Linked DNA regions of Mus musculus: all the other regions are linked to region 1. Evidence: chromatin contacts called from public HiChIP or PLAC-seq data. All regions are on one chromosome and are shown on one strand. The core of a region is the stretch at or near the end of the contact, and the rest is flanking DNA. Distances in the headings are between cores, read along the strand shown. Region 1 has its middle 85 kb from the start of Nrxn3. Region 2 overlaps Nrxn3 (neurexin III). Region 3 holds the start of Adck1 (aarF domain containing kinase 1). Region 4 overlaps Adck1 (aarF domain containing kinase 1).

The links. HiChIP or PLAC-seq counts read pairs in DNA pulled down with a chosen protein or histone mark.
Region 2: a contact with region 1 is called in an H3K4me3 HiChIP or PLAC-seq map of embryonic basal ganglia, with 3 times the contacts expected there. The contact joins two enhancer-like sites. A contact is called at or near these places in 1 of 15 datasets of contacts at CTCF or cohesin (pro-B cells), 2 of 484 Hi-C or Micro-C datasets (the CH12 cell line and nephron progenitors) and 1 of 115 datasets of contacts at active chromatin or transcription factors (embryonic basal ganglia).
Region 3: an H3K4me3 HiChIP or PLAC-seq map of embryonic basal ganglia shows a contact between it and region 1, with 5 times the contacts expected there. The contact joins the promoter of Adck1 here to the enhancer-like site in region 1. A contact is called at or near these places in 10 of 39 promoter capture datasets (the HPC-7 cell line, HPC-7-derived erythroid cells, cranial neural crest and 5 more) and 4 of 115 datasets of contacts at active chromatin or transcription factors (embryonic basal ganglia, embryonic hindbrain and embryonic stem cells).
Region 4: a contact with region 1 is called in an H3K4me3 HiChIP or PLAC-seq map of embryonic basal ganglia, with 4 times the contacts expected there. The contact joins two enhancer-like sites. A contact is called at or near these places in 3 of 39 promoter capture datasets (the HPC-7 cell line, hippocampal neurons and liver), 1 of 15 datasets of contacts at CTCF or cohesin (stem cell-derived epiblast-like cells), 2 of 484 Hi-C or Micro-C datasets (cerebral cortex and nephron progenitors) and 3 of 115 datasets of contacts at active chromatin or transcription factors (VIP interneurons, embryonic basal ganglia and embryonic forebrain).

Annotation. Positions count from the first base shown.
Region 1 is chr12:88,706,160-88,713,724 of GRCm38.p6, forward strand. No RefSeq gene overlaps it. Among named protein-coding and RNA genes, the nearest start is that of Nrxn3, 85 kb to the right of the region's middle. Within about 2 kb of position 3,267, at least 60 of the 459 cell types and tissues checked have an H3K27ac peak or open chromatin away from gene starts, as enhancers often do. A contact at or near this core is called in embryonic basal ganglia and second pharyngeal arch cranial neural crest, where this site is marked.
Region 2 is chr12:89,145,911-89,153,475 of GRCm38.p6, forward strand. All of the region lies in intron 3 of Nrxn3 (neurexin III), which reads left to right. Among named protein-coding and RNA genes, the nearest start is that of Gm40537, 180 kb to the left of the region's middle. Within about 2 kb of position 3,276, at least 39 of the 459 cell types and tissues checked have an H3K27ac peak or open chromatin away from gene starts, as enhancers often do. A contact at or near this core is called in embryonic basal ganglia, where this site is marked.
Region 3 is chr12:88,357,966-88,365,530 of GRCm38.p6, forward strand. Adck1 (aarF domain containing kinase 1) reads left to right here and starts at 2,549. Exons shown (of 11, transcript NM_001277297.1): 1 at 2,549-2,630. It overlaps 3200001D21Rik (RIKEN cDNA 3200001D21 gene), which reads right to left. Exons shown (of 3, transcript NR_045888.2): 3 at 7,349-7,565. It also overlaps the pseudogene Gm5655.
Region 4 is chr12:88,386,350-88,393,914 of GRCm38.p6, forward strand. The region is part of intron 3 of Adck1 (aarF domain containing kinase 1); the gene reads left to right. Among named protein-coding and RNA genes, the nearest start is that of 3200001D21Rik, 13 kb to the left of the region's middle. Within about 2 kb of position 2,657, at least 19 of the 459 cell types and tissues checked have an H3K27ac peak or open chromatin away from gene starts, as enhancers often do. A contact at or near this core is called in embryonic basal ganglia, where this site is marked.

The sequences.
Region 1 (7,565 bases), core at 2,017-4,516:
CACCTGCCTCAAGTCCTCACTAACTGTAGTGGTCCTCAAGTCCTACCCTGTTCCTGTTACAATTCTGAGAACATCCTAACATCGCCTCTCTGTTATCTGGTTTAGTTCTCATATACTTTGGTTAAATAGAGTTTCCACTTTACAGATGGAGAAACTAAGGCTCGAGATGGGTGGTCCCCTGCAGCTTATGGGAAATGAATGTACAAACTCAGTCCCACGTTTTCTGTTTCCTGTTTTCTTTATTCCTTTCAGAGAAGCAATGAGAGGTGATCTGAGAGAAGTGGAAACTGGCCATTGCAGGTGACTATGAGATCATGTAGAAGAGTGGACCACTGAATTCATGGGAGGATGCTGTTACTTTCTTGGTCTCATTCCTAGTGCCATGTACAATCTTCTTATCATGGACTTGGGCAGCAAGAAGATAGACTCCCTTTTGCAGCTCAAATCAGGAATCAGAGAGATGAAAAGCATAACACAGACTCTAGTGGCCTGAACAAGGCAGGAACATTATCATCATCTGCCCAAATTCAACCAAGAGAACTGAAAGGAACTGAATAAGATATAATGAGGGTTCATGAAGACAGTATATAGAATTAGGAAGCCAGGAAGCTGGAAGATAGATCCAGAGCTAGCTCACCACAGAGGATCCTGGCGATGAGTCCGATTACACTTGAGGCTCATCTACCTTCCCTTAGCTTTCACCATCAAACCCAATGCCAAGAGTGATGGAAGGGGAAGATGCAGTTGCTGGGAACTGACACTTGCTGGCGGAAGGGTTGTGAAAGAGACATTTCTTTGACATCAAGCTTAATAAATAATCCATTATCTTAAGCACACATAATTGCTTTCACAGGAATTGGAGAGTGCTCTGTTCCTAATAGTGCATTGTCCTTTGTGTGGTGGCAGCAAGAGATGATCCTGACTCTAAACAGCTATATTCATGTACAGTGTTCACAGCCACATTCCTGTGTTCAGCTACCCTGGATAATGGCTTGAAGGATTCATGACTCGAGGCTCTAAAACACAGTAGAATGTGTACAGGGCTTATTAAACCAGTGGTGATACAATTATGGAGAGGCTAGAAGTCAAGTTCACATAAGAATATGGTGGCAAATAGCACCAAGCAACAGGAGGTCATAACTGGGGTACAGAAACTGTGCTTCTTCTGGGCATATCCCAGTAGTGGGGCAAAGGAGTTACTAAGACTTCCCCAAATTGAAGGAATATCTGTTCCATCCACAGAGACGGTGAACGTAGCCTTAGCCAGTTATGTGAAAGGCTTAGTTAGCTATTCCCCTTTCCTCCTTCAGTGGGCATAATGGATCTGTAAACACAGTTTGCAAGTTACTTTTGATTCAAGATTTTAGCTAAAGATGACTGTGGAAAAACATTACAAATTCCCTTTTCCATTGTTCAATTTTGTTCAATCGCTCATCAATTCAAAACTGTATTATAGCCTTCTGTGATGAATGAGAAGCCACACAGTGTGATGGTATTGCCGACGATACTTCAAAAAAGAGAGAGATGCCTGCTCTCTGTGAGGTTAAATCTGGATAGGGGCATGGAAACAGAAAGATCTAATGTAAGATAAGACTAGGGAAGGAAATGGTTATTGTGGAAGGCGGTTATAGACGACATCTCGGAAGACATCATGGAGGAGGTAGCTTTTGATCTGAGCTTTGAGGCATGAACATAATGTTAGCTTGATGAGGAGATTGGAAGGAAGAAAAGTGAAGAGGGGGTGTTGGGCTGAGGGGGCAGCATGGGCAAAGAATAGAGGTGTGAAAGCATGTAGTAACTCAGAAAAGGTGATCAGTACACTGTGGCTGCCACTGAGGAGGTGGCTGAAGGGATGTGGCCTGAAATACTTAGTATCTCCAAGGAGAAGACTCCAAGTAATTATATAATCCTCCCACTTATGTTGGCTGGTAGGCAAAGGACCTAGAGGGGGCCAGGTTTAAAAATAACCCATTATCTGAAGCACACGTAATTGTCTCCACACAGTTTCCCTTTCTATGTAGAGCCACAGAAAACTACAGCTTATGGTGGGGTGTGTTTGTAGGCTCACATTCTATTTTTCTTTTATTTTTGAGATTGTAATATAATTACATAACTTCTTCCTTCCCTTTCCTGCATTCATTCAGGACAGTTCCAGCTCAGGCATCCCTAAACCCTAGTCCTGACGTACATATTACTTGATAGAACCTTAAGTTCCTTCTCGCTCTGGGGGAATAGCAAGGGGAATAGCAGAAATGTTTTGGGAGTCTCTTGGACAGCCCCGAACAACAAAGCCTTCCAAAGAAGGCTTCTCATGTCTGGTATTGGGGCTTTTGTTAGGTGGTCTCAGCTCTTTTTTTTTTTTTTTTAGGTTTTTCTCTTTGTGTAAGCATTGTCAGCCCAAATGGGGAAAGTTCATTTAATCTCTATATATTCATACACAGAATTATGCATATTATTGTATGCTTTTTTTACATAAAGAGTTAACAGTATGATTCCATAGGACTTTTCAGATACAATTATTATTTTGTCTAAAGAACCTCCCTTTTTTTCCTTTCTCTGATCAGATCCCTTGTAGCCTGCAATCCCCATCTCTGTTACTCCTCAACCTACTCTGGCAATGGTTCCTTTTTACTTTCCTGTTTTCTGCAGTTATTCCAAGATGTGTACTATACACACTCAGTCATTCCTAAGCATCCATATCTCACTATCTGGTTGCTAGTGTGTGGACTTCCACAGTGAACTATGCAGAAGGCCAAGTGACAATTAAACAAATATCATTGAGCTTGGCAAGAGGAGATAGATGCACTCTGAAAGTTAACTTGAATAATTTCAGACTCCGGACCTCCCACTAGAGTGAAAAATGATGTTTATTGGAGGGAAGCTTAGAATTAATCCTCCAAAATGATAGTAAAGTGAATTCTTTCCCAGTTCTGCTGTGGCTGCTCTTCTTCCCGTTTCTGCTTATTTCTTATTCTGTTTCTTATTATTGTAATGAACTCTGTTCTCCAAAATGGATAAAGTCACCATTCCTATAAGATCAGTTTTGTCTGGTGTGACCAGCTTGATCGGATCACAGTTTAGATTGCAGCTTTTGAATTCACTTGGACGTTTAACTTCTGGTGGGGGAGGGGTGAAAGGGAAATAAAAATGCCGAGTTGGCACAAAAGTAGCTGCACGGATCAGTCAGCTGTCTCCAGGCCCATTCTCTCCAGACTTACTAGTTTTTTTTATTGAGTATCAGGGTTTGAATTGCAGCGGCCATGGGGTTTCACTAGGGGTCATCGGTGTGCAGTCTGGGTGACACTCTGTGAAGAATGCTGGCTCTTCAGTACCCTGCGGAGCCGCCTGGGAGCTCTCCGTGGTGCTGAAGACAATATCCCTCTCTACGAAATTTGAGGGGAAATTGTCTCCTCAGTTCTAAAAATTTCTTTGTTTTGCACCACGAATGGGACAATATGAAATTAGAGTTTAGATGAAACCAGATCTTTAAACTTATAGAATGGATGTCCAACCTAAAATTAATGAAGATTTCACACTTTGCTTTATTATAAAACGCCAACTGATTGTTTTAGAATTTATTATAATATAATAATAATAATAATAACAATTATTATTATTACAGTTTTTGGTTTAGATGATGAGAAAATGAAAGTAAGTGCTTTGATTAGTTTCAGTGAATGTATTATTATTTATTGGAAGCACAAACAAAGAGTTATAATTCATTTATTCCACAAACTGTTAGTATGCTAAACTGTATGCTAGGCTTGGGCACACTTAAGGCTCATAAGGATCAACTGGGTGAACCCAGAATGTTGTATTTCTTAGCAAATGTTGTAATCTTGTTAGTAAGATCACTGGTCTTCAGACAATGGTTCTAGCCAAGGAGATATCAGAGAAAGTGCCTAGAGGATGTGGGGCCTCCTTTTATAACTTCTGTAAACTGGGTGTGGTTAGGTACTGATGCTTATTTGGAGTCTTGATGAGATTCTAAAGGAATTATAGTTTTCTACAATTCTACATGCACTGCATCTTCACCTCTGCCTGTTTTTTGAAACCTCTTTAAGCTTAGGTCTGAAATCAGCTTCCTGCTGGGATCTGCCTCATCCAATTTGCACAGGGGTCTTTGCACTGATTGCCTTGAGGAGTGGTCTGGGAGGATGCCTGATGTTGATATGTGCATGAATGTTCATGAAGGGTTGCAGCTGGGGATGAATATGGTAATACTTATACAACACTTACCAGACTCTGTGATTTATTCTAAGTGCTTTACATAAGTTAAATTATTTAATTATCACAACCTTTGAAGAGAGAGCAACTATTATTGTAACTATTTAAACCGTTCTAAAATTATACTCAATCAATTTATATATTCATTGTGTGTATGTGTGTAGGTTCATAGGTGTATGCATGTGGAGGTCCAGTATCTTTCAGGAGATAGTTCTCACCATCCTGTGGGTCCCGTCAATCGCAGTCAGATTGTCAGATTTGGTGGCAAACACCTTTACCCACTGACTAATCTCCATGGCCCTGTAGCTGTTTAAAAGATTTCAAAATAAGGCAATATTTTCCAATTTGTCGAAGATCTCCCAGCTGGTAGATGGTAAAGCCAGGATTTGATAGTAGGTGGTCTGCTGCCATAGTCCCTTGCCTTCAGTACTCAACCACCAAAGGCTAAAAAGAGTGTGTATGTGTCCTGAGCCTCAAAAGTGTGTATTGCATGTTTGATTTTCCCATTTTCCTGTCCTCCCTGTAGCAAATGTCTCACTCCATTTTACAGAATGACTTCTAAGAATGAGACTTATTAATGTCATTACTGAAATTTTATATACATTTTATCTGGAACCTTATCAGTGATGTTTGTCCCACTGTGTTGGAAAGCATCCATGTATTATACGCATGCCATCAGACAAAACTCAGAGCAATAGTTTTTCATGGCTCTATTTTGACTATACAGTGTGAAGTGGGTCATTTTCCCATGACATCGCATGGTTTTGTTTCATTTTTCCCACAGTAGCTATCAGCATTAAAAAATGATGTCTCCTGTGTATGTGTGCTATTGGTGTCTGGTGTCTATCATTACCTGTGGATGTAAAGTATATAAGCAGGAGCTCTGTCTTGTGTTTATTGCTTATTTCCCTGTAATTGATATTACAAATAGGGGAATGAAAATTGAACTATATCTTTGTAGACTCTTAGAAGATTAACACTGAAGGGGAGTTAGTTAACAAATAGATTTGTAAGACCAAATATAGAAGGAAGAATCCATTGTGTGGCTTGTGAAAAAGTTGTAGATAGGAAACCACTTCCAGTTAGTAAAGGCTACTGGCTCTCAGAAGCCCAAGCAAGAACACCTTGCTATGTGTGTCTGAGTATTGCATTTCTCATTGTGAGTTTTTCTCTATGATACCTTATGTTGACGTTAGAGATGAAGGAAATGAGGTGGTCATCTGAACCCATGGGCTTGCTATCCATTTTCCTTGACTTCTCTAGGAAGTTAGAAGAACATCCTGCCCCTTTCCCAGAAACCTGATGTATCACACTCACCCGTATCCAACATATTCAATCAATTTTATAGACTTCCCAGTAATTTTCTTATATGCTTTTTTGGCATAATAGTGCCAACTTCCTCATTTACCAGAGACTGTAGATTCATAGGTTAATTCCCAGTTTGGAAGCAGATGCATCAGAGTATTTGGTGGGGGAAGAGGTCGATTCCCTTGTCCCCATAGTTACATGCCAGATTTTTGTATTTTGAGGTTTCCTTGGTCAACAATGTATTTTCACTATCTAAAATGTATTTTTACCATCAGTGTGTGTGAACATTAGTCACTGAACCCTGTCCCTCTTCATCAGCCTTCACGCAGGACTCTAGTTTGCCTGGGAGGCGGATTTTAGAGTAGAACTTCTGTCTCCTAGAGTCTGAATAACCACTACTTCATCCAGGGAGTAGTGGAAAACATGAGTGTAGAAAAGGAAGGATTCTAAAGGGAGTGTAGAAAAGGAAGGTATAAAAGGCACAGTCTGAGAAGCGGTGCACTACGAGTGAGGGAAAGAAAGAAGCAAGGTAATGAAGCTCATATCTATAACACAAGATCCATTCTTGAAGGACCTGAGGCTAAAATCTTTTGGACCATACCTTTAATTATATCGGAGGACAAGGAAGTGAACCTGTCCTGAAGCTTAGGTTTGAATTCCTTCTCTAAACTTCTTTTCCAGCTTCAAAATTTCCTCTTTTTTGTTTTGTTTTGTTTTGTTTTGGTTTGGTTTGGTTTGGTTTGGTTTGGTTGGTTGGTTTTTTGAGGCAGGGTTTCTCTGTATAGCACTGGCTGTCCTGGAACTCACTCTATAGACCAGGCTGGCTTTGAACTAAAAAATCCACCTGCCTCTGCCTCCCAAGTGCTGGGATTAAAGGCATGCACCACCACTGCCTGGCAAGAATTCCTCTTAATATTAAATGAGATGACATGTGTCAAGCATATGGGGCAGAATAGATGCCACTCTTGCGGGAAGTATCATCAGTTTCTTAAGTGCCCAAATTCTTACATTTTTTTAACTTATTGTTTGCAGGTTTTAGGTATTATAAAACTGATTATCTCTACATTTTTATCTCTCTTTTGGTTTGAGATTTATGTATATGTACATGCAGATACCTTCTGAATGCTGACATTAAAGACATATACTACCATGTCTGGCTTCTGCCTTAATTTTTGAGACAAAGTCTCTTATTGAACCTGTAACCTCACTAATTTGGCTCAACTGGCTGGCCACTGAGCTTCAGGGATCTGCCTGTCTCTGACCCTCCTCCCCTACCCCAGCACAGAGATTACAGATGCTGCTATCCTCATATTTCTATATGGGTCCTGAGCAGCTGAACTTAGGCACTCATATGTGCAGTGCAAAAATTTGTCCAACTGAGCCATCTCCCAGTTCCCTGAAGAACAGACTTTTGTAAGAATGGGTGGTTATATGTTTTGCTTGCAGAGATATTATTGAGATGTTGTATCACTCTGCATTTGCCTAATATGTACTATGCTTTACCCTTTGCTGTCTTGTGAGGAAGGACTTCCTGTAAGAGGAGTATGCAATGGGCATAAGGAGTAACATTTTAGAATACAAGTGCCTAGGTTGGTATAGAAAAGGGTCATAATGAGTTTTAGTGATTTCTTCAGCAAACATATATGACTGGGTGGCAAAATAACTCCAACCATAGAGTCTTGAGGAACTTCCTGGTGAGTAAAGGTTTGACTTGGAAGAATATAAGAATCCAGGGGAATGTTGAGCACACAACTATGGAAGCTCTGGTCTGAGGAGGCGAAAATAGAATGAATGAAGATTGTGGGAAGGAAAGAGAAAGGCTCAAGTTGCAAGGAGAGTGGATCAAGGAGTGGGCTTGTAAGCAGAGCAAAGAGCTGGGGGCGGCTGAGTGGTTTCAGGAAAGCAGATGGTGATCCCTGGGAAGGAGGTGCAGATGGCAGTGATGGAGAGGAGGCAGCGTGGGGTGAAGAACAGCCCCAGCTTGGACACTCCAGGAGGAGAGATGCTGGAACACAAAACTCCCCACGCTG
Region 2 (7,565 bases), core at 2,026-4,525, 440 kb after region 1:
AAAGAGACAGAGGTGGACATTCAAAAATATGGGCTTTCTGTTTTGAGGCTGTGGCAGACTGTGATAGGTAGAGCTAGAGGTGGATCTATAAATTCCTGGCATTTTTAGGCAGCATCATTGTTCCAAGTATCAAGTATGCTTTGTCAGGCAGAGATGATGGGATAAGGCTATAGAGAATATCATAGGCCAGATCACAAGGGACAGATTGTAAAGTATTCTAGTGTGGCTTGAGTAGGACGAAGATAGGATAGCATTTTTGTCTTGATGAATATGATTTGCCAATGGAAAGGTGACTCCATCTGTAATTTGAAGATAGAAATACAGATGGGCACAATGGAGTCAGGCAGAGACCAGAAGATAACCTCAGAGAGAAGAACAAGACTACAAGTGGTGATACAAGTTTAATTTCCAAGTCAGACAAGATTCTAATAAAATACATTGTAATTAAACTTATTGCTTAGGGTATAGTGCAGTAAACCAGGCTCTGAAAGCAGCAGTCAGATTAAAATAGAGTTAGTAGGATATCATGAAAATGGGCTTTGGGTTGTGTATATGTTTTGTAGAGAGCTAGTATAATGCAGAGGCTAGATACTTGAGGTTTGAGGTTTGATAGAGATTAGTTTGATTTCTAGCTCAGCTATCTAACTAGTTGTATGATGTAGTGTATTGTTATTGATCTTCATTTTTGCTACCTGCTGAAGAGGATATTAATATCACCCAGAATCAGATTGTCCTTGTGAGACTTTAGTTAGAAAGTATAGAACACTACCGGAGGATCCAGCAATACCTCTCCTGGGCATATATCCAGAAGATGCCCCAACTGGTAAGAAGGACACATGCTCCACTATGTTCATAGCAGCCTTATTTATAATAGCCAGAAGCTGGAAAGAACCCAGATGCCCCTCAACAGAGGAATGGATACAGAAAATGTGGTACATCTACACAATGGAGTACTACTTAGCTATTAAAAAGAATGAATTTATGAAATTCCTAGCCAAATGGATGGACCTGGAGGGCATCATCCTGAGTGAGGTAACACATTCACAAAGGAACTCACACAATATGTACTCACTGATAAGTGGATATTAGCCCCAAACCTAGGATACCCAAGATATAAGATACAACTTGCGAAACACATGAAACTCAAGAAAAATGAAGACTGAAGTGTGGATACTATGCCCCTACTTAGAAGTGGAAACAAAACACCCATGGAAGGATTACAGAGACAAAGTTTGGAGCTGAGATGAAAGGATGGACCATGTAGAGACTGCCATATCCAGGGATCCACCCCATAATCAGCATCCAAACGCTGACACCATTGCATACACTAGCAAGATTTTATCGAAAGGACCCAGATGTAGCTGTCTCTTGTGAGACTATGCCGGGGCCTAGCAAACACAGAAGTGGATGCTCACAGTCAGCTAATAGATGGATCACAGGGCTCCCAATGGAGGAGCTAGAGAAAGAACCCAAGGAGCTAAAGGGATCTGCAACCCTATAGGTGGAACAACATTATGAACTAACCAGTACCCCAGAGCTCTTGACTCTAGCTGCATATATATCAAAAGATGGCCTAATCGGCCATCACTGGAAAGAGAGGCCCATCGGACACGCAAAATTTATATGCCCCAGTGCAGGGGAACGCCAGGGCCAAAAAGGGGGAGTGGGTGGGTAGGGGAGTGGGGGTGGGTGGGTATGGGGGACTTTTGGTATAGCATTGGAAATGTAAATGAGCTAAATACCTAATAAAAAATGGAAAAAAAATAAAAATAAAGGAGAAACGACACCCTCAAAAAAAAAAAAAAAAAGAAAGTATAGAACAGGCACATTGCCATTTTTTTTATTATTGTAATTGGTTAATTAAGAGTCCAAAAGGGGTGACTATAATAGAAAAGGCATGACATAGGTAAGGTACTAATGAGCTTTGTTGTGTTAGAAAATCAATGTGTGGTGCCCTGACAATTATCTCACAGTTATCAGGATTCTTGGAAAGCCTTGGTCTACAAGCAAAATTGCTTATGAGATATGGTAAACGTGAAGCAAAGACTCTGTGGAAAGTGGGATTAAAATTGGGGATGAAAACTTAGAAAGATCCATCTATAGCTCTCCTTATCTCAGTTGCATGAGAGAAAAGGAGAAACACAGAAGAAAGAAGGGAGATTTCGAGTTAGGGAGTTATATTTGGGGAAGTGATGAGTTTGGTTAAATTCTTTAGTCTTCCTATGCTTCATGTTTTTACTATGTTAGGTTAAGACAATTACAAGGTGAAAGTCCATGTAACTATCATTTAGGATTAGTTTTTAGACTTGTGCCAATGTTTATAGTTTAGAAATTTTGAAGAAAAAAATTAAAAGATTGGTCCATCAGCCTCCTATGTTGGTTGCTGTCCACTTTGAGTCAAAAATTACTGTTTTAAAAATTTATTAATTATTTTATTTACTTATATCTCAAATGTTGTCCCTCCTAGCCCCACTCATAGAGTTCTTCCCCATCCTCCTTCCAGTTTGCCTTTGAGAAGATCCTCACCTCAGGCATACCCCCACCCTGGAACATCACATCTCTAAAGAATTAATTAGGCACATCCTCTCCCACTGAGGCCAAACAAGGCAGTCAGCCCTCTAGTACATATGTATAAGGAGCCTCGGACCAAAAATGACTTTTCAAGTCTGCTTGAGAGCCCACCACTCCAGGCTCTGAGCTGGTTCTTCCCTGAAGGTTTAGTTCTCGGTAATGTGACTATCTGGCTCAGTTTTCTGTTAAAATTTGCGATGTCAGGATATCTCAGTGATTTCTTAAACTAAGAAAGCATCTGGTGATTCTTTAAAAGGAATATTTTATAGAAGAGGGCATGTCGATTGTGCAAAAGCCTGATAATACCTTTAGTAAAATGAGATGGTTTTCTCCTGTACGTTCGTCAGAGATCCAGTGCCCATCTGAGAATGGCATCGGGGTGAGTGGAAGAAGTAGAGGAAGGAGAGAAGGATGTTGAGTAAAAGGAGGGAAACTGGATGATCTCAGAACCCACACCTAGTGAGCTCCTGGAGAGTCCGAGCTGAGAGGCACTGCAAAGGAGAATCTGCTGCCTGAGTATAGATGGTGCCTGCGAAATGGCTGATTTATCAGGTGCAGGCAGAGTGTGACAAACCTGTTCTGTGCTGTTCTTTTTTTCCCCCTCTCCTCTGCCACATCCCTTAGCCCTTCTCACTCCACCCCTGACACCCCAACCTCTTGCAGCACTTGCTCCCCTTCTCCCTGACCCTCCCCCCTCCTCTTTACTGGCAGGTTCACCAAGAAACAACTGGGTTTCCATGGCAACGTGGAGACAGCTGAAAAATGGCAGCTAAATGCAGCTGCCCCTCATTTAATATCGACTCTGGCACTGACAGAACAGATAATGGGCAATAACACACCATTATGTTGTGGGAAAATGAAATGCTTCAGCAGCAGGCTGTCATGCTGGGGGATTTATTTGTTACTGTACCAGCACCAGTTTCCCTCCACATCCCTTCCTTTCTTTTTATCCCTTCATGCCCTAGGCAGTTTCTCTCTTCCCCCTTTCACCCCCATTGCTCATTTCTATTTCCTCTCATCTTGCATATTTCCCACCATACTTTCTCCATTTCTCTGAATCAGTCATGGCTTTGCCTGGACACATGCACATAGAATAAGAGCAATTATTTGCATAATGACTTACAAGTCACAAAGCACATTCAAACACACTTTCCCTCAATCTGGGTGGCGAGACAACTCCCCCAGACAAGTAGGGCTTGCATGCTGCTAAGTATTCTGTGGGTCTAAAAGGGAGGCTTAGAAATGTTGACCAGTTTGTCCAAATTTACATAAGTAACTGTCAGGACCTTCATTCCCAAGTCAGATTTTCTGCCCTACACACAGGATTCTTTCAACTACACGGAGAATTTCCAGCTGCCAATTTCTGCTCACCTCATCAGAATCAAGTTTCATTAATAATAGTTATTATTAATCTCTATCATAAAAAACTTTCAAGCTGCCAGTCTTCATAAGGTCTATAGTTCTTTTCTTACATGTCTAGGCTCTTATAGATTCTCCCAATAAAGTGGCATTAAGTTGTTGATAAGGGTAGACTGCTTTTAATATTTTAAGTCCAAATGCACATATCTACCCAGTGCCACCCATTGTATCAGGAATTCATGGCATACAAAAGGGTCATAGCATAGTCTGACTTAAAAATTGGACCATTTTGGTGGCTGAGAATATTACTTTCAAAAAGTCTATTGAACATCAAGGCAAAGGGTGTAGAACATCTTTGGGCTGAACAAGGAGAGTCTTTTCTCTATTGCTGTTGATTAACTGTTCTGTTGTAGATCTATGTGGCTGGATCTTCGTAAAACCCACACCCCTTCCTAAGTTATTACATCATGCACTTTCTAGACTCTATAGATCTGAAATCAAGTTCCTTGTAGAAAAATGCAAATGGAGTGTGACTAGGTAATTCCAACAATGTTTTCATTTCTTCTTGTGGTTGGTGAAAGTCAAAACCAAAACCAAGGTTTCATATGGACACCCATAGGCAGTATAGTATGAATAATACATATAGAGGGGTTTAACCATGGAAATGACTTATGTTGGTAAAGAGAGTAATGTTTGTATTGTACACTAAAGGGTTTTGACCTAGAGTCTGTGTAACTCTTGAAAACACACACAACATTTTACATGAACAAGGCAGTACACAGTACAGTGGTTCAACCCACCTGGTTTGAACTCACTAATGCAGGTTTTCACCCTACTAATTTCCAGGTTTGTAGATTGGGAAAAATTATTTTTATTCTCCCAGGCTGGAGTTTTGAAGCTGTGATTCATATAAGAATTTGCATTCTATATTGCTCCTCTTAAGGCTAGAATTCTTTAAAAAAAAAAACATATATAAGACAGAGCCTGTTTCTATTTTAATTTCATTTTATGTTTTGTTTTTATTCTTTGAAAATTCCAGATGTGTATGTAATGTATTTTTGTCATTTCACACCCTATTACTGTCTCGAATCCAACAACCTGACCCCTATATCAAGTTTTTTTTTTTTGTTTTTTGGTTTTTGTTTTTTGTTTTTTTTTTTTTTGGTTTTTTGGTTTTTTGTTTTGTTTTGTTTTTGGTTTTGTTTGTTTGTTTGTTTGTTTTTTGTTTTTGTTTTTTTTTTGCTCTAGTTTCTGTGACAAACTGTGCTAATTAGGGTTGTTCATACAAACATAGATGATGGAATCAATTAGTTACTGGAACATGAGCAATTCATTAGTGGCTACACCACTAAAGAAAAGGCCTCTCCTTCCTCTGATAGCCATCAACCTGCCAGTAGCTAGCTCTTCAGTGAAGGGTGGAACCTTGTGATTCCCTCCCCCTACCCATGAAGGAAAGGTGAGGAACTTAATCTTGTCTGGGTCTTGTGCAGGTGAGCATATGCATTTGTGAGGGCAATTGTGCTGCCGTAGCAAGAAAAATGAACTTCACAGAATTCTTTCAAATTCTCCAGTCTTCTATTTGTATCCCTTTCCGGGACACCACAGGAGCCTTCACTGACCCCTGATGGGAACAGACATTTCTGACCAGAGCAACACTAATCTATGAGTTTAAACATAGGTAGATATTTAGAAGTTTAGAAGAAAACTTGACACCATGTCCACTTAGCAAAATAATAGTAGTCCCCAAACCTCAGCCTCCAAAGACCTATGACTTTGCCATAAAGGCTTTTGACCAGGTTTATGGGATCAGGTAAGAATTCCCACCTGTGCATAAGGCCTCCCAGCCAACTAGAAATCAGTTGGTTATACTCAAAGCAGTACTAACACAGTTGTATCAATAGTTGCACCTTGCCTGACTGGTGTGTATTGTAGCTGAGAGCAGTCACAACTGGGTAAGCTCATTGATGATCTTTTCCCTCCAATAAACTGTCTAGTACCTCTTGCATTATGTAAGTGAACTTGAAGAGAAGAAACTTCCAGCTTCACTTTTGCTTGGTATCTTTCTTTCCTCCAACAAAAACCATGTGACAATCTTTAGCAGTAGAATCTTACCACCGAGATCTGCTACCTATAATTCCTTATGCTAATGATGCTCAGAACCTCTTCCTCTAGCTGTGCTCACATCCCACAAAGGAAACTCAAGTAGGCTACTGGACGAACATTGTATTTCTCTGAGAAAGCTTAGGAAGCCAAGCTGTTGACATGGTAGGGTGTATGTGGTTCCCTGGGTAGTTATTTCCCATCAGTGGTTCCCTTGTGTGAAATGAACCATGATGTATATTATCTAATCCTATAATACCAAAATAAGGAGGAACCAGAAATTCTACTTCTAGAATTTTCTAGTTCAAATCATGGCTGAGCTAGGAGCAAGTCCATGACCAAAGTCCTGCTCTGCTCACCAACCCTTTGGCTAGGTTGTCTCATTTCTCCCTTTGGCTTGCTTGATTTCCTCAAATTCTTTAGTGGTTTTAGTGCCCTCCCTTTGGCTAGATCTATGGCTGTCACACTATGAAGGCAGGCAACTAATGTCCCTTTAGTATCTATTCTGAGAATTTTATTTTATTCTTAACAAAGCAAAAGTGACCGATTTGAGAAATGAGCACTCAGAAGCTTGAGAAATATTTTAAAATGTTTTATCATTTTAATAAATTTAAAAAATTACATTCTAGCATTTATAAGACTGTTCAGAAATTGCCCCATTATCAGATTTTTATTCATTATTCAAGAACTATAAGAATAATAAGCCCTTTATCTAGCTGCTGGAAGTTTAGAAGTTCCAAAGCCCTGCGAATCTAAAGCTAGTCACAGATAAGGAGAACACAGCTTTCAAAACCAAAGAGAAACATTTCCCACCATCCCTGGACTTTCTTCCCTGGGAAAGGAATGGAATTAGCAAAGAACTTAGTACCTTCTTTGAACAACAGTCACATAAGGCCAGAGCTGGGCTGAAGACTGTAACGGGAGGATGTTGAAACTGATGGCAGAAGCTCCCTAAGGGGGTGAGGTGGGGTACAGAAGAAATCTCAGTACTATAATTTCAGAGGTGTATTTTAAAGTATAAGCCGCAGTCAGCAGTCATCATTTTGTTTTTCCCAAGACAGGTTTTTTTTCTGTAGCCCTGCTGTCCTGGACTCATTTTGTAGACCAGGCTGGCCTCAAATTCACAGAGATCCACCTGACTCTGCCTCCCAAGTGCTGAGATTAAAGGAATGTGCCACCATGCCCAGCCTAAGAAAGGCAATTTTTAAGATGTACTTTTGAGTTATGTGTGTTGGGGTGAGGGGAATGTACACTTGAGTGCAGATACCTGCCAAGGCTAGAGAAGAAGTGTAGATCCCCTGGAACTGGGGTTAGGGATAGTTGTGAACTTGATGTGGGTGCTAGGAATGGAACACAGGTTCTCTGGAAGAGCCTTATATAAACTGCTAATTTATCTCTTTTGCCTGAGCATAATCTTAAATCTGAAAATTCTGCTACTCAGGGATCATAGAGAACTCAAAAGGTAGACTTGCAAAAACCACCATCTCTCCACAATTCTGTTACAACACCAAAAAGATAACAGCAGCTCTTAAAAT
Region 3 (7,565 bases), core at 1,299-3,798, 350 kb before region 1:
TGCATTATTATTTTTTTCATTTTTTCTTTTATTGGATGCTTTCTTTATTTAAATTCCAAATGTTATCCCCTTTCCATGTCCCCCCTCCAGAATCCCCATCCCATACCCCTTCCCCCTGCCTCTCTACCACTTACCCACCCACTTCTGCTTTTTTCTTTTTGGTTTTGTTTTTTGGTTTTTTTTTTTTTTTGTTTTTTTTGTTTTTTTTTTTTTTGTATTTTTCATGGCTTCTTTTTCTTTTTTTTAATTTATTTTTTATTAGACATTTTCTTTATATAGATTTCAAATGCTATCCTGAAAGTTCCCTATACCCTCCCCCACGCCCTGCTCCCCTACCCACCCACTCCCACTTCTTGGCCCTGGCATTCCCCTGTACTGGAGCATATAAAGTTTGCAATACCAAGCGGCCTCTCTTCCCAGTGATGGCTGACTAGGCCATCTTCTGTGTAGCTGTTCTTATATACACCAGGAGAGCGCATCCAATCCCATTACAGATGGATGTGAAACACCTTGTGGTTACTGTAAATTGAACTCAGGACCTCTGGAAGAACAGTGTTCTTAACTGCTGAGCCATCTCTCCAGCCCTTGCTAACTCTCTCTCTCTCTCTCTCTCTCTCTCTCTCTCTCTCGCTGTTGTTGTTAAACAGTTTAATTTTTTTGACCTCCAGCTTTGTTTGTTTGTTTTTAAATAACTTAACAGTCACACCTCTAAGTTGGTGTACTATGTACAGATCATACAGAATGAATATGAAGAGATATAAATTGGTCATGCCAAAAAAGATTGACTAGAGTACAGAGTCATCTTCATAAATACATATAAAATTCTTATGAAGATAGAGGGGATTGCCAGGTTTTCTGAGGCACTTTCCAAAGTTATTCAAGGCACAAAATATACACCATTGTGAATATACATATTCTAGACTTTGTGTCTCTGACACAGCCCAAAGATTTGGCTTCATGGCTATTATAACACTAAATATACTGAATGAAATGGTTTCTTGGGTGAAAAAGCCAGACCAATAACCATCATATAGATAATTACTCCAAAATATGGAGAATACAAATACAAGCACTGTATTTTAAAAAGCAAACACAAAAGATCATGTAAATCCAAAAGTGTTAATTGTTTCAAGTTTCCATTTTGGATCATTTAGAATCTAGACAAGTTGGTTCCCAGCTTATCCATCACTTGTCTGTAGTAAGGAAAATGATTCTAAAAAGTCAACATGGTTTTCAGTATTTAAAAAATAGGTAAAAAGTATGTAAAAGCCTCGAGAGACCAATAATATCCAATAGCTTCAAAAGATAAACTAAAGACCCTTAGATGTAATCAACTTTACCAACATCTGTCCGTGTCTGTTTAATATTTACAGGGAAAATATACTCACTATAATTTTTTATAGAATGGCAAGTAGGAAGTTGATGTAGGAGATGTAGAAGGGCAAAGAGAACTCAGAAAGTCTTTCTATTATGTAACTTTTGCTTTAGAATCATCAAAAAGCAACTACTTCCCCTCATACTCCTTTAAGTTTTGCACTGCATAGGAAATTTCATTCTCAACTCCATTCATGTTAACGCCTGTTGGGTCACTGGAGTCTTCGTTCCTGTCAGATTCGTGGGTCCCATTAGTATCATTAGTTTCAGAATTTCTATTGTCAGTGAATGGGGTCCCAACCACCTTATCAGGATTAGATGTTTTGTTGGACAGCTCATAGTCTGCTTTGCTCTTTTGTCCTCCAAGAAGTCCAATACCTTCTACATTTTTTTTATTGTTGTTGTTCAAAACCTTTTCCACCAAATCTAATTGATACTTCATCGTCATAATTTTCAGCCACCCCCTTGCTTCCTCCTCATTCAGTGGCTCTGTCTTACCTATTTCACACATCTGGTCAACCACAAAATTCCCCTCATCGAGTTCTAGACTGTTAAAAGCCAGGGACTTTAACAGATGCAGTAGAGTTTGTGCCCACTACTAATAGTAATGCCACTGTGCATTGCAACAGCAAATAATCCATAGCTGTCATTAGTCGGCTTGGTGCTCCATTCTTCTAGTGACAGCTTAAGAGGTATCAACAAAGGAGTGTTGGTCTTGGAAAGTCCACCACCATAACAATCAAACTCCAGTAGCAGCAAAGCATTTCAGATGAATAGTGATAATAGGCATTTTGTCAAACCAGAGACTTCGCTTTGCTTCCGTATAATAATGGCAATTTTCACAGAAATATTTAACCTCTCCTACAATTCTCTCCACTGAAACAAGGTTTCATTTCATTTCTCTCAAGGTCTTCGTTTCAACAGGAATAGCTGACTCACTCATTAGAATTCTAATTAGAATCTAATGCCTACTTAAAATCTACAGATCCAGAATTACATCATCCATTAAACATGGATCTATACTTTGACTCCTTAAATTATTCTCAGTATGATTCTTTGTCGGTATCTTAGCAGACAAGGAAAGGTTTTCCTCTGGCTCAGGGACCACAGCTGTGGCCTCTAGTCTAAGGAACAGAAAAGAACTACAAATCCCGGCAGGCCTCGCGGCACCGGCTTCTGTAGGCGCTCTGGTGGCGAAAGCACTGTTTCCTGGAATTTGGGTTCCGGGCTGCGCGGCGCAGCTTCCCTACCCTCTGGTGAGTAGCACCCGCGCACAGAGTCCTGGCCAATCCCGCTGCCAGATTGTGCGGGACGTGGAGAGCGGTGGGTCCGGTGCAGATGTGCTCCGCGACGTTTGAGCTCAGGCTCTGCCGCCCAGACGAAGCTGGGAGGAAACTCGAGCCTGTGACCCTGTCACCCTAGCTGGCGAAACCACGTGGTTCAGGTGACTCGCAGTGCCCCGCCCCCTTGGCTGTGACTCTCTCGCTCGGTGTCCTAGAGGTCCTTAGTGTGGACTGGCCACTTGGGTGGCCCAACCTTGCGTGCCCTGGAGTAGGCAGAGGTGAAGAGGGGCTACGAGTGGCTCCGCCGGCAGCCTTCAGACATCGGTGACCTTGTGGGCTCCCACGCAGAGGTAGCTGGGGCGATGAGCGTGGAGTGGTGAAGAGCAGGGGCCTCCCCAGAAGTCAGGTCACCTAGGCTTGCTACAGGCTCCAGTCTCCTTAACTCCCCAGTACCTTGGAGACTTCCAGTGCTTCCAGCAGATGTGCGGAGAGAAGACTTTCATAGTACAGCTGTCCCAGACTTCGTTGACATTTACTTGCCACGAAAGTGAGAAGCTTAGCGCTTAGTAGGCGCTCAAGATATAGTTGCGGAGTTGCTAGGAATTGGATTTTGTCCTGTGACAATTTTTCTTTAAGCGTCTTCTTGTCACTGTGGTTCACAGGCTGTGTGTATGTAGTGTGCAGCAGAGTGATGTGGAGGGCTTGTTACTACACAGAATTCAGCCCACTTCCTCTTTAAACTTCTGATTTTAGTGTGATATTTGAACTCTGGGATCGGCATGTCCAACATGAACCCAGGAGATGCCATGTCGCTACCCCGGGGACTATAAGTTTGAATGCTATTTTATAAGAAAAAGTCCATATCGATTTGTCACACTGGGTTATGGTGTGTGTGTGTGGGGGTGGGGGGTGGGGTGGGGGGTGGTTGTGTCCCTGTGGCTAGCTTCGATATTGTAGTTGTAGCACTCATGGCACCTGCTTTACACACTGCAACCCAACCCCATTACTTTATGTACATATATCCATGTAGTTTTGCCACCTGGGTCCTTTTTATCCTGGATTATATTCTCTCTTATTTTACTGTGGTATTTGGCTGATACTCAACGGGCCTTATGGTGTGAGATTTTAACTTCTGAGAGAATTTATCACACTTTATTTCTTTCCAAACATACCCCCTCAGTCCCCTCCTTGCCAGAGACTGGACTGGTGAATGGCTAGAGTGCTTGGTATAGCCATCCATCCCTGTCTTGTCTCCCAGTAGGACACACCCTGCCTGGGTTATCTAGGACTAAATGTCCGAGACAGAGAACCACTGGCCACTCCAGCCAATTCCTTGTTCATATGCACTCTGTTGGCGGCACAGACACACGTGGACTCTAGCATTTGTTCCCTTGGCTCCTTTGGGCAATTTCTTCTACTGCCTTGTCTGTAGAGTGAAGCTCCAGTGGTCTGTACTTGAGAATCTAGTTGTGCAAGTTATGTGAGCTATTTATTTGAGCACTTCTGGAAGCTCACTCACTTCTCTTACCTGCTGCCCGCTGCTCTTGCCCTTGAGTTGTTAGTCCCCCTTCCTAAGGTGAGCTGAGTGGAAAAAGTTCTCTTGTGCTGGGGGAGATTTATCTTGCTTATCTGCTGAGAAACCTTGGCATTGGTCTGGGATTCCTTAGTTTAATTAGTATTGATCCAAGCAAGTTCTGTCCATTACACACTAAGAAGTGTAGTTAAAACTCACTCTTGCATTGAACGTTACCTAACTGTAGGATGGGGAAGACTGGGAGCCTCCTCAGGCCATGTTCCTGGGCATGGATTCGTCATTGCCTGCTTTCTCCAAGAGTATATTTGGGTCTTTTCTGGTTTGGAAAGTGTTCCAGAAAGAAAAACAAAAACAAAATGTATATTTGCCCAATAATCTCTATAGGAAATGGAAGGTAGCCAGGGTCACTGTTGGGGACAAATAGAGTTTTCTTCCTAAATGACTCCCCTCAGCAGGGTTCTCTTCTTCACCGAGGTGGTGTGGAGGTGGGGGTGAGTGGGGATGTAATTTCAGACCTGCATTCTCAGGGTGTCACCTGAGGAGGGGCAGGGAGTAGATGGTAGTTGGGAAGTCTATTTACATAAGTGCTTGGTTTCTTCATTAGTTCTATCCTTGAGATGGGCTTTTAAAAGAGGATTTATTTATTTATTTTGATTTCATGTGCACTGTCTGCATGCAGGTCTGAGGGAGTGTCTGATCTCTTGAAATTGGAGTTACAGACAGTTGTGAGCAGCCGTGTGTGCTCTTAACTGCTGAGCAAACTCTCCAGCCCCCGAGATGGACATTTTTAATTGATCACCTACTTGTCCGGCTTCCTGAACACATGGATTCATGAGGAACTGGGGTGTCTCCTCTGGCCCTGAGACAGAGTTCACTGTCATTGATTTGATGATTAAGCAGCTATACCACTGCTTCGGGCTCAAATGTGTTATTTCTAGTGAGGACTATTGCTTGATCTTTGACATGCTATTGATTTCCAGAGCTCCAGACACTGCCTTCCACAGACTTGGCTCTCTTGGGGCTTGGTTGCAGGTCAGAAATGAGAGTTTCTGTCTGCAGCAGTTGTATTTACTTCAAGCCAGTAGCAAGGACCTTAGTGACTTGAGGTCCATCCCTATAAAAGAGATGTCATTAAAAAAAAGAGAGAGAAGATGGGGCTGGAGAGATAGATGGCCTATGGATGTGAGCTCAGACTTGTTGCTTATTCCTGGGTCTTGAGTTTGGTTCTTAGAACCCACACTGGGTGGCTCCCAAGTGTAACTCTAGCCCTAGGGCATCTGATAAGCCCCTTCTGACCTCCATGGGCACCTGTGCACATGCACATACACTTGTACACAGACACACATAGAGATATACAGACACAAGCACAGATACAGATACACAGACATAGAAGCACAGATACAGTCACATATAAAAATACATGCAGGCACACATAGACATAGCAAAAACAGATACACACACACACACACACACACACATACAGACAAACCCACACACCCAGATACAAACACAAAGACACAAACAGAAGTACATAACACACACAAAGACACAGACACACATGGCCACATGCACACACAGGCTAAAATATATCTTAAAAAAAAAAAAAGCCTTCCCCTTGCAGTGGGAAGGCCTGTCCACATCACTCTCGCCACTTTGCTAGCTGAGCCACCCTGGCCTGAGCTCTCACCTTCTCAGTGCCTCGAGTGCCTCAGTGTCCTCATTTATACCTGAGAGGATGACACTCGATACCTCATCTTACTGCTCCGTGTGGATAAGTAACAAGGTGAGTGTGCTCTGTGGTGGGATTAAAGGCGTGTGCCACCAGACCCCACGTGTGGGGAGGGACTCTAAAGGTTACTTATTGCTAATCACATTACCTAGTGATGAGGTTTTAGGTTCTTGGTAGGCTCAGACCTCATGTAAGAGGTGTGGCTTCATGAGAGGTAACTCAGGTGAAAGGCAAGGCAAGGACACAGAACAGGGCAGGTGACTCATTAGCAGAAGCTTTAATAATGAAAGGTAGTTTTCATTGGCAGACATATTTTACACATGACAGGCCTTTCAACATACCCAGAGGGAGGCAGCTCATCTGCATGTTGAAGGCTCTGACACCTTATGGAAAACTCCAACTCCAATCTATGTAGACACAGTTGGGCTCTTATATCAGAGATTTTATGGATTTCAATCCCCACCACTTTTATTATGGAGGACATTTGGAAATGGGGTTGCTTCCCTGTTCCTTTGATCTATGCAGAGCTAGTGTCAAGGGTAGAGCAGAGTGCATGCAGTCCATTAGGAGCTGCTATGGAGAATGCTACAGCAGGAGGGTGGGGTTCAGAGGAGCACAGATTGGGAAGCAGTGTGGGAGTCATGGGAGCACAATGGCTATTGAGTTGGAGACCCAAGGAATATTAATCTAGAGAAACTGTGCTGTTCTTGGTTCTACCAGGTCTCATGGGGTATAGTTGATCCATTTATTGATTAATTCAGTTAGTAAAGTTTTTGGATGTCCTATGGTGTGTTTGACTACAGTCTGGCATGTGACATCCTGGGGACCATATTTGACCTGGCCCATTGCTTTGCATGTCCTTTTTGGTTGTTTGGGGTTTGAATAGAGTTGACAATAGTTGCCTCAGAGGTGGGGTAGCACACAAAGCTACAAGTAGTTACTCTTGGTGTGTACCTTTTGGTATGGTGGAAACTTGCAAGTTGGAATAGAGTGAGTAGAAGGTAGGGAGGAAGGGCCAGAGGTCCTTTGGAAATCTGGAAGGCAGATCTGTTAAGACTCTTCATGAGTGAGTTGAGATTTTTGGATAGCTGAGAGAACAGAACCAAATAGTTGGATTTAAGTTTCCACATTATGAATCAACTCAGGGAGCCTGAAGGTGGTGGTGAGTTTGGGGCCAGCCTTGTCTATATAGTAGTGAGATCCAGGCCAGCTAGGGCTACATAGACTCTGTCTCAAATTAGTCAACTAACCAGACGATCAACCAACCAACCAGCCAACCAACCCAGGCACCTACCAGGGGGAGACAATTACTCTGATAGTTGAGTCATTGTGCTTACCTCTGATTTGGTCTTGAGGTCTTAGAGGAATGCCTGTATCTTATGGTTCATGTTGCTGGGGAAAGACACCATGACCAGGGGCAACTTTTATAAAGGAAAATATTTAATTGGGGCTGGCTTACAGTTCAGAGGTCCAGTCCATTATCATCATGGAGGGAATACGGCAGCATGGAGGCAGACATGCTTCTGGAGAGATACCTGAGAGTTCTACATCCAGATTGGGAGGTAGCAGGAAGAGAGAGACACTGGCCTAGCTTAGGCATTTGAAATCCAGATCCCACCCCCAAGGACACACTTCCTCTCACAAG
Region 4 (7,565 bases), core at 1,407-3,906, 320 kb before region 1:
TCCTTTATCAGCTTCCCTGCAGGACTGCAGGGCAATGGCAGAGTGTAAGCTGCCATGGGTAGAGCTTCGGGGATGGCAGGGCAGAGGTGAGGAGGGAGGCTGGGCTTGGGGAGAGACAGTGTGCCAGAGCATGGGGAATAGCCTCCAAGAATGTGTGTGAGTTAAATATCCCAGTGTAGACGCCACTGCACCATCAGATTTCACTTAGAAACTCCATTTCAGAAATAAGGCATTTCAAGACAGCTACTATGTTAGTTTCCTGTGGTTGCCATAAGAAATTACTATTGAATGGTGGCTTAAAACAATACAGTCTTAGGGTACTGGAGGTCAGAAGCTCAGAGTGATTCTGTGTGGACAAAATGTGTCAGCAAGTGGTGTTCCCTGTGGAGGCTCTGGGGGAACATTCATCTCTTTGATTTTTCTGATTCCTTCCCTCCTGTCCACTTCTCTCCCTTCCTTCCTTCCTTCCTTCCTTCCTTCCTTCCTTCCTTCCTTCCTTCCTTCCTTTTCTCTGTCTTTCCTTTTTTTGAGACAAGGTCTCACTATTTAACCTTGGTGGGCCTAGAACTTATTGTATAGACCAAGCTGTCCTTGAATTCATAGAGATCCTCCTGCCCCCGATTCTGCTGTGATTAAAGGTGTGTGCCACCATATCTGTGATGGTTTGAAAGAAAATTACCCCTCTAGGCCCAGAGGGAGTGATACTATTAGGAGGAATGGCCTTTGGAGTAGTTGTGGCTTTGTAGGAGGAGATGTGTCACTAAGGGATGGGCTTTGAAGTTTCTGATGCTGCCTAGTGTCACTCTTTCTTCCTGTTGATCCAGATGTAGAACTCTCAACTCCTTTCTAGCATCATGTCTGCCTGTGTGCCTCCAGGATAATAATGGACTAAACCTCTAAAATGGTAAGCCAGCCCCAATTAAATGCTTTCCTTAATTAATTAATTAATGTTTTTTTGAGACAGGATTTTTCCGTGTAGTCCTGGTTGTCCTGAACTTGCTCTGAAGACCAGGCTGGCCTCGAGATCCACTTACCTGTCTCCCAAGTACTGGAATTAAAGGCATGCACCACCACTGCCCAGAAAATGTTGTCCTTTATAAGAGTTGCTATGGCCATGGTCTCTTTCCAGCAATAGAAACCGTAGTTAAGACAACACCTGACTAGCTTTCTGGTTTTTATAGATGCCCCAGGTGTCTTGGCTCATGATCCTCTCTTCCCGTCTTCCAGGCCAGCAGCGTCTGGTCTAGTTCTTGTGCTGCTGTCTCTCTAGTGCTCCCCTGCCTTTGTCTTCCTTTCAAGAGCTGTGCAGATTACCCCTGTGTACCTGGGCAATGTCCCTCTCATCTCCCTAGCTCAGGGTCGTGGGATTATTAGCAGCCTGATTTTCTTCTGCAGGGTGTGAACTGCTGTTGGCTCTGTTAGGAAAACAAATCTCACTATGAAGAGTCCTAAATGTTGATACAAAGCCCAGAGAGTAATAAAATGAATGCTGTACCTGGTGCCTCTGCCTGAAATATGTTGTCCTAATTCTTGTTTACGTATCACCGAGGGACTTTAAGCTGTAATTCCTGTCTACTTCCCTAAGCCAGGTCACTTTTCTATGGCATCACAGTGTCTTTAGTACATGTGATTAGACTAACAAGTGTCAATGTTATTTGTATTAGTCAGGATCCTCTAGGTTCTGAACTTCCTAATGCTACAACACTTTAATACAGTTCCTCATGTTGTAGTGACCCCAATCATAAAATTATCACGTTGCTACTTCATAACTGTTATGAATTGTAATATAAATACTTTATAAGCAGGATATCTGATATAAGACCCCCCAAAAGGGGTTGCAACCCACAGGCCGAGAGGAACAGAACACAGAACATGAATGTATACAAAGTGGTATAATTAGATTAGCTGACCTGGACAGGTTAGGCAGTCCAGCAATGTCTCTTTGTTCACTGGAAAGGCTGAGAGCCCTGTAGCTTCTGACTGTAGGAGGATGGATACCTCTGCAGTTCCAGTCTGGCACCAAAGGCCTGGAAGATTCCCAGAGACCCACCAATCTTCAGCTCTCATAGGAAGGCCCAAGAAGCTGGGTTCTGGTATTAGCGAAGGATAGCAGCCGTGGTGGTGGCAGCAGCAACAGCGGCAGAGTAGATGTACTTAGTCACAAGATGCAAAGGCAAGCAGGCAAAAGTAGCATTACCGCCATTTCCTCAGCTCTCTTTTTGTCTGGGCTTCTGTTGGAAGGTACTGTCCACTCGGGGGACATTCCCCCTCAGATAACTCTTCCGGGGAAGCATGTCTCTTAGATGATTTCATACCCACTCAAGTTGAAAGCACATTGTCTAACCACTACCTGTAGTCAGTTTTCCCTCGCTTCCCTACCTAACGTTCTCCATATGCCCCCAAACCTGCTCAGCGTCACTCTCCTTCTAAGAGTGAGGTCTTCTTGCCTGTATCTTTTGAGGGTTTGTTTTGATTTCTGCTGTCAGCCATGAGAGTATAAGACTGTATAGATGTGAAAAAGAGACTGTCATCCCACATTCAGGCGGGTATCCTGAACAAGCACAGCGAGCCAAGAGGGGATGCAGGCTGTCTGGGTGTGTTATTCTGCTCATGGCCTTGGCATTTGTTATTCTTGTCTGTAGCAGCCATTCCAGAAATGCCCCCACTTTTCCGGTCGCCGAGCAACTGTGAGAACAAATTAATTATGCATTTTCTCACTGTGTGTGATTAAGGGGCAGATGGAGGGAAGGGTTCTCTGTAGCTTTTCTGGCCATGAAGTTCCCAAATGGATAGTCTCCAGATTGACGAGTTCAGGTCCCCAACTCCTGTGGGCATCTGTGCAGGCAGGCTTGCTCTTTGGCAAGGGGAGCCCCAAGTTGCAAGTAATAACATTGTTATTCTCTTAAATTTGCAACTCGTTTACTGTTTGCTGAGTGCTTGTAGTTAGTTGTGACAGCTCATTTGATGGAATTCCAGGGATCCCGGGACATCTTTTACTTTACAACTCCCTAAATTATTGTTGGTGATGTTAACTCCACCACTAGAGACGAGTTCCTTCAGCCTAAAACTCCGTTCCCTATTAAGATATAGGTGTTGGTCCAGGAGATGGCTCATTGCCATGCAAGTCTGAGGGTCTGAGTTCAGTTCCCAGAAGCCATGTTTGAAGAAAGCCAGATAAATGTGTTGGTGCACACCCTTAATCCCGGTGCTTGGGAGAAGGAGGCAGGCAGATCTTGGTGAGCTGGAGGTCAGCCTGTCCCACATGGCATTCGCCATGCCGGCCAGAGTTCCATGGTAAGACTCTTTGTAATTAGTTGCTTTTCTTTTGCAGTGATAAAACACCATTGCCAAGGCACTTACAGAGGAGCTGGGAACACACACTCGTTGATCTGGAAAGCTATCATTTTAATTTCTGTTTCTTTAGAAATACAATGGCATGATGCACCCAGACCACCTAACTCATAACCCTGCCTTGGCTTAGACTCCCTTTCTAGTCTAGACAGGTTTTAAGCTTGGGATCCTTTCACCTCTGAGGGCTGGGGATGCAGGCCTGCATCACCAGGCGTGGCTTGAATGCTGTTCTTTACTAACTGGAGCATCAGTTTCAGATCTTAGTTGATTTTGTTTGATATTTGTCCCTCCTCTCAGGACATAAAGTATGTCATGCTTTCTCTGTCATCTGCATATCTGTTCATTTTCCAATAGTTGTTAGATATTGAGTTTTATCTTTTTGGGTATTATATATTTTGTAATGAATGTTCTTAAATTTTGATCTAAGGCTTTGTTAAGTTTTGGGGGGCTAGTTGGATTTTTTTTCAGGTCTTGCTTTAATATTTGTTAATTGGAATGAGACAGTATTTAGGGTATCTCTGCTTACTGAGGCCGGAACTTTCTGAGTATGAATTATGACGCTTTTTCAGTCTGGGTAGTAAGAAAAGGCTACATGTGAGTCCTCGTACACAACTCTAATTTTTTGGAGTTTGTCTGGACTCTGTCATGTGTTGCATGTGTGTAGGCTGATGAGCCTTAAGCTAAACATCAGGAGATGGACCTTGAATAGATTGCCAGCTCTCCTTTTTTCCCCTTAAATTAGATATTTTCTTTATTTACATTTCAAATGGTATCCTCTTTCCTGGTGTCCCCTCCGAAAACCCTCTATCCCCTCCTCCCCTCCCCCTGCTCATAACCCATCCACTCCCACTTCCTGGCCCTGGCATTCCCCTACACTGGGGCATAGAGCCTTCACAGGACCAAGGACCTTTCCTCGAATTGATGACTAACAAGGCCATCCTCTGCTACATATGCAGCTGGAGCCATGAGTCTCACCATGTGTGCTCTATGGTTGGTGGTTTAGTCCCTGGGAGCTCTGGGGGTACTGGTGAGTTCATATTGTTGTTCCTCCTATGGGGCTGCAAACCCCTTCAGCTCCTTGTGTCCTTTCTCTCATCTTCTGGTGCTCAGTCCAATGGATGACTGTGAGCATTCACCTCTGTATTTGTCAGGCACTGGTAGAGCCTCTCAGGAGACAGCTATAACAGATTCCTGTCAGCAAACACATGTTGGCATCCACAATAGTGTCTGGGTTTGGTGACTGTATATGGGATGGATTCCCAGATACATCCAGGGGCAGTCTCTGGATGGTCTTTTCTTCAGTCTCTGCTCTGCACTTAGTCTTTATAACTCCTTCCATGAGTATTTTGTTCCCCCTTCTAAGAAGGATCGAAGTATCCACACTTTGGTCTTCCTTCTTGATTTTCATGTGGTCTGTGAATTGTATCTTGGGTATTCTGAGGTTCTGGGCTAATATCTACTTATCAGTGAGTGCATACCATGTGTGTTCTTTTGTGATTGGGTTACTCATTCAGGATGATATTTTCTAGTTCCATCCATTTTCCTAAGAATCTCATAAATTCATTGTTTTTAATAGCTGAGTTTAATAGCTCATTTGTGTAAATGTACAACATTTTCTGTTGAGGGACATCTGGGTTGTTTCTAGCTTCTGGCTATTATTAATAAGGCTGCTATGAACATAGTGGAGCATATGTGCTTACTACATGTTGGAACATCTTCTGGGTATATGCCCAGGAGTGGTATAGCTGGGTCCTTAGGTAGTACTATGTCCAATTTTTCTGAGGAACTGCCAGACTGATATCCAGAGTGGTTGTACCAGCTTGCAATCCCACCAGCAGTGGAGGAGTGTTCCTCTTTTTCCACATCCTCGCTAGCATCTGCTATCACCTGAGTTTTTTATCTTAGCCATTTTGACTGGTGTGAGGTGGAATCTCAGGGTTGTTTTGATTTGCATTTCCCTGATAGCTAAGGATGTTGAACATTTCTTTAGGTGCTTCTCAGCCATTTGGTATTCCTCAGTTGAGAATTCTTTATCTCTGTACCCCATTTTTCAATAGGGTTCTTTGGAGTCTAATTTCTTGAGTTCTTTGTATATATTGGATACTAGCCCTCTATTGGATGTAGGATTGGTAAAGATATTTTCCCAATCTGTTGGTTGCTGTTTTGTCCTATTGACAGTGTCCTTTGTCTTACAGAAGCTTTGCAATTTTATGAAGTCCCATTTGTTAATTTTTGATCTTAGAGCATAAGCTATTGGTGTTCTGTTGCAGAAAATTTCCCCTGTGCTCATGTGCTCGAGGCTCTTCCCCACTTCCTTTTCTATTATTTTCAGTGTATCTGGCTTTATATGGAGGTCCTTGATCCACTTGGACTTGGGCTTTGTACAAGGAGATAAGAATGGATCAATTTGCATTCTTCTACAGGCTAACTACCAGTTGAGCCAGCACCTTTTGTTGAAAATGATGTCTGTTTTCCACTGGATGGTTTTAGCTCTCTTGTCAATGATCAAGTGACCATAGGTGTGTGGGTTCATTTCTGGGTCTTCAGTTCTATTCCATTGATCTACCTGCCTGTCACTGTACCAATACCATGCAGTTTTTATCATAATTGCTCTGTAGTACAGCTTGAGGTCATGGATGGTGATTCCACCAGAAGTTCTTTTATTATTGAGAATAGTTTTTGCTATCCTAGGTTTTTTTTTTAATTGTTGTTGTTGTTATTTCAGATGAATTTGCAAATTGCTCTTTCTAACTCTGTGAAGCATTGAGTTTGAATTTTGATGGGGATTGCAAATACCACTAAAATCAGGGACTAGACAAGGCTGCCCACTTTTTTCCTACCTATTTATTCAATATAGTACTGAAGGTTCTAGCCAGAGCAATTAGACAACAAAAGGAGGCCAAAGGGATACAAATTGAAAAGAAAGAAGTCAAACTATCACTATTTTCAGATGATATGATAGTATATATAAGTGACCCCAAAAACTCCACCAGAGAACTCTTAAACCTGATAAACAACTTCTGTGCAGTAGCTGGATATAAAATTAACTCAAAAAAATTAGTGGCCTTCCTCTTCACAAAGGATAAACAGGCGGAGAAAGAAATTAGGGAAGCAACATCATTCAGAATAGTCACAAATAATATAAAATACCTTGGTGTGACTCTAACTAAGGAAGTGAAAGCTCTGTATGATAAGAACTTCAAGTCTCTGAAGAAAGAAATTGAAGAAGATCTTAGAAGATGGAAAGATCTCCCATGCTCATGGATTGGCAGGATTAACGTAGTAAAAATGGCTATCTTGCTGAAAGCAACCTACAGATTCAGTGCAATCCCTATCAAAATTCCAACTCAATTCTTCACAGCTTTCCTTTAGTATTACGTGTCTTTACATCTCTCTCCTCCCCTATGAACTCTTTCTGGACTTAACTCCATCTCTCAACTCAAAGTTGCTTTTTACAGAGAATCTGCTGTAATCTGGGACCACTGTAGGGTTCATCTTCCTTCCTTCCTTCTACCTTCACTGCTGGATGCCTAGGGTTTGAAAACCACTCTGTTATGTTTCAAATGTGAATGAAGGTAACAGAAGTCCCTTTCCTAGGACATTAAGCCTTATGGCCTGGGAGACCTCCAAGTTTAGAAGTTTGGGGTGCAGGGGTGACATTTTATGGCCTTGGTTGTAGTGGGAAGGGCGTGATATGTTTCATTGGACACTATTGATTGGACACTAGTGTGATGTCAGAGAGGCCATTGGATCTGCCCAGATCAAGGCAGGTAGGGGAGCAAGTCTGTGTAGGTGATGCTGGTCTGTGTGCTCTCAGTATGTGGAACTCAGGGAGACTGCTGAGGGAGCAAGCAAGAGACTCATATTAGCTAGTGTTTAGCTTTCTATTATCGTTGGAGCTTTGGATGTCCTTGTGGGCACTAGAAGGCCTTTTATGCTCAGTAGCTGATTCTGAGAGAGCCAGCATCTCTCCTGGCAATATGGCTTCCTTATGCAAACCAAGTGATGCAGAACCAGTATTCCCTGGTCTCCTCCATTCATAAGAGAGTCAAGGCCTCATTCCCTTGGCTCTTAGTGTCCAGGACTAGGTCCCAGACTACTAGGAATAGCTCCTGTTCCCTACAGCCTGCAGTCATGACTCAGCCAGCCGGACTGTCCTGTGTCATCCCATCTTTCCCACAGAACACACAACAAAGGCTTTTGTCCATACTCTG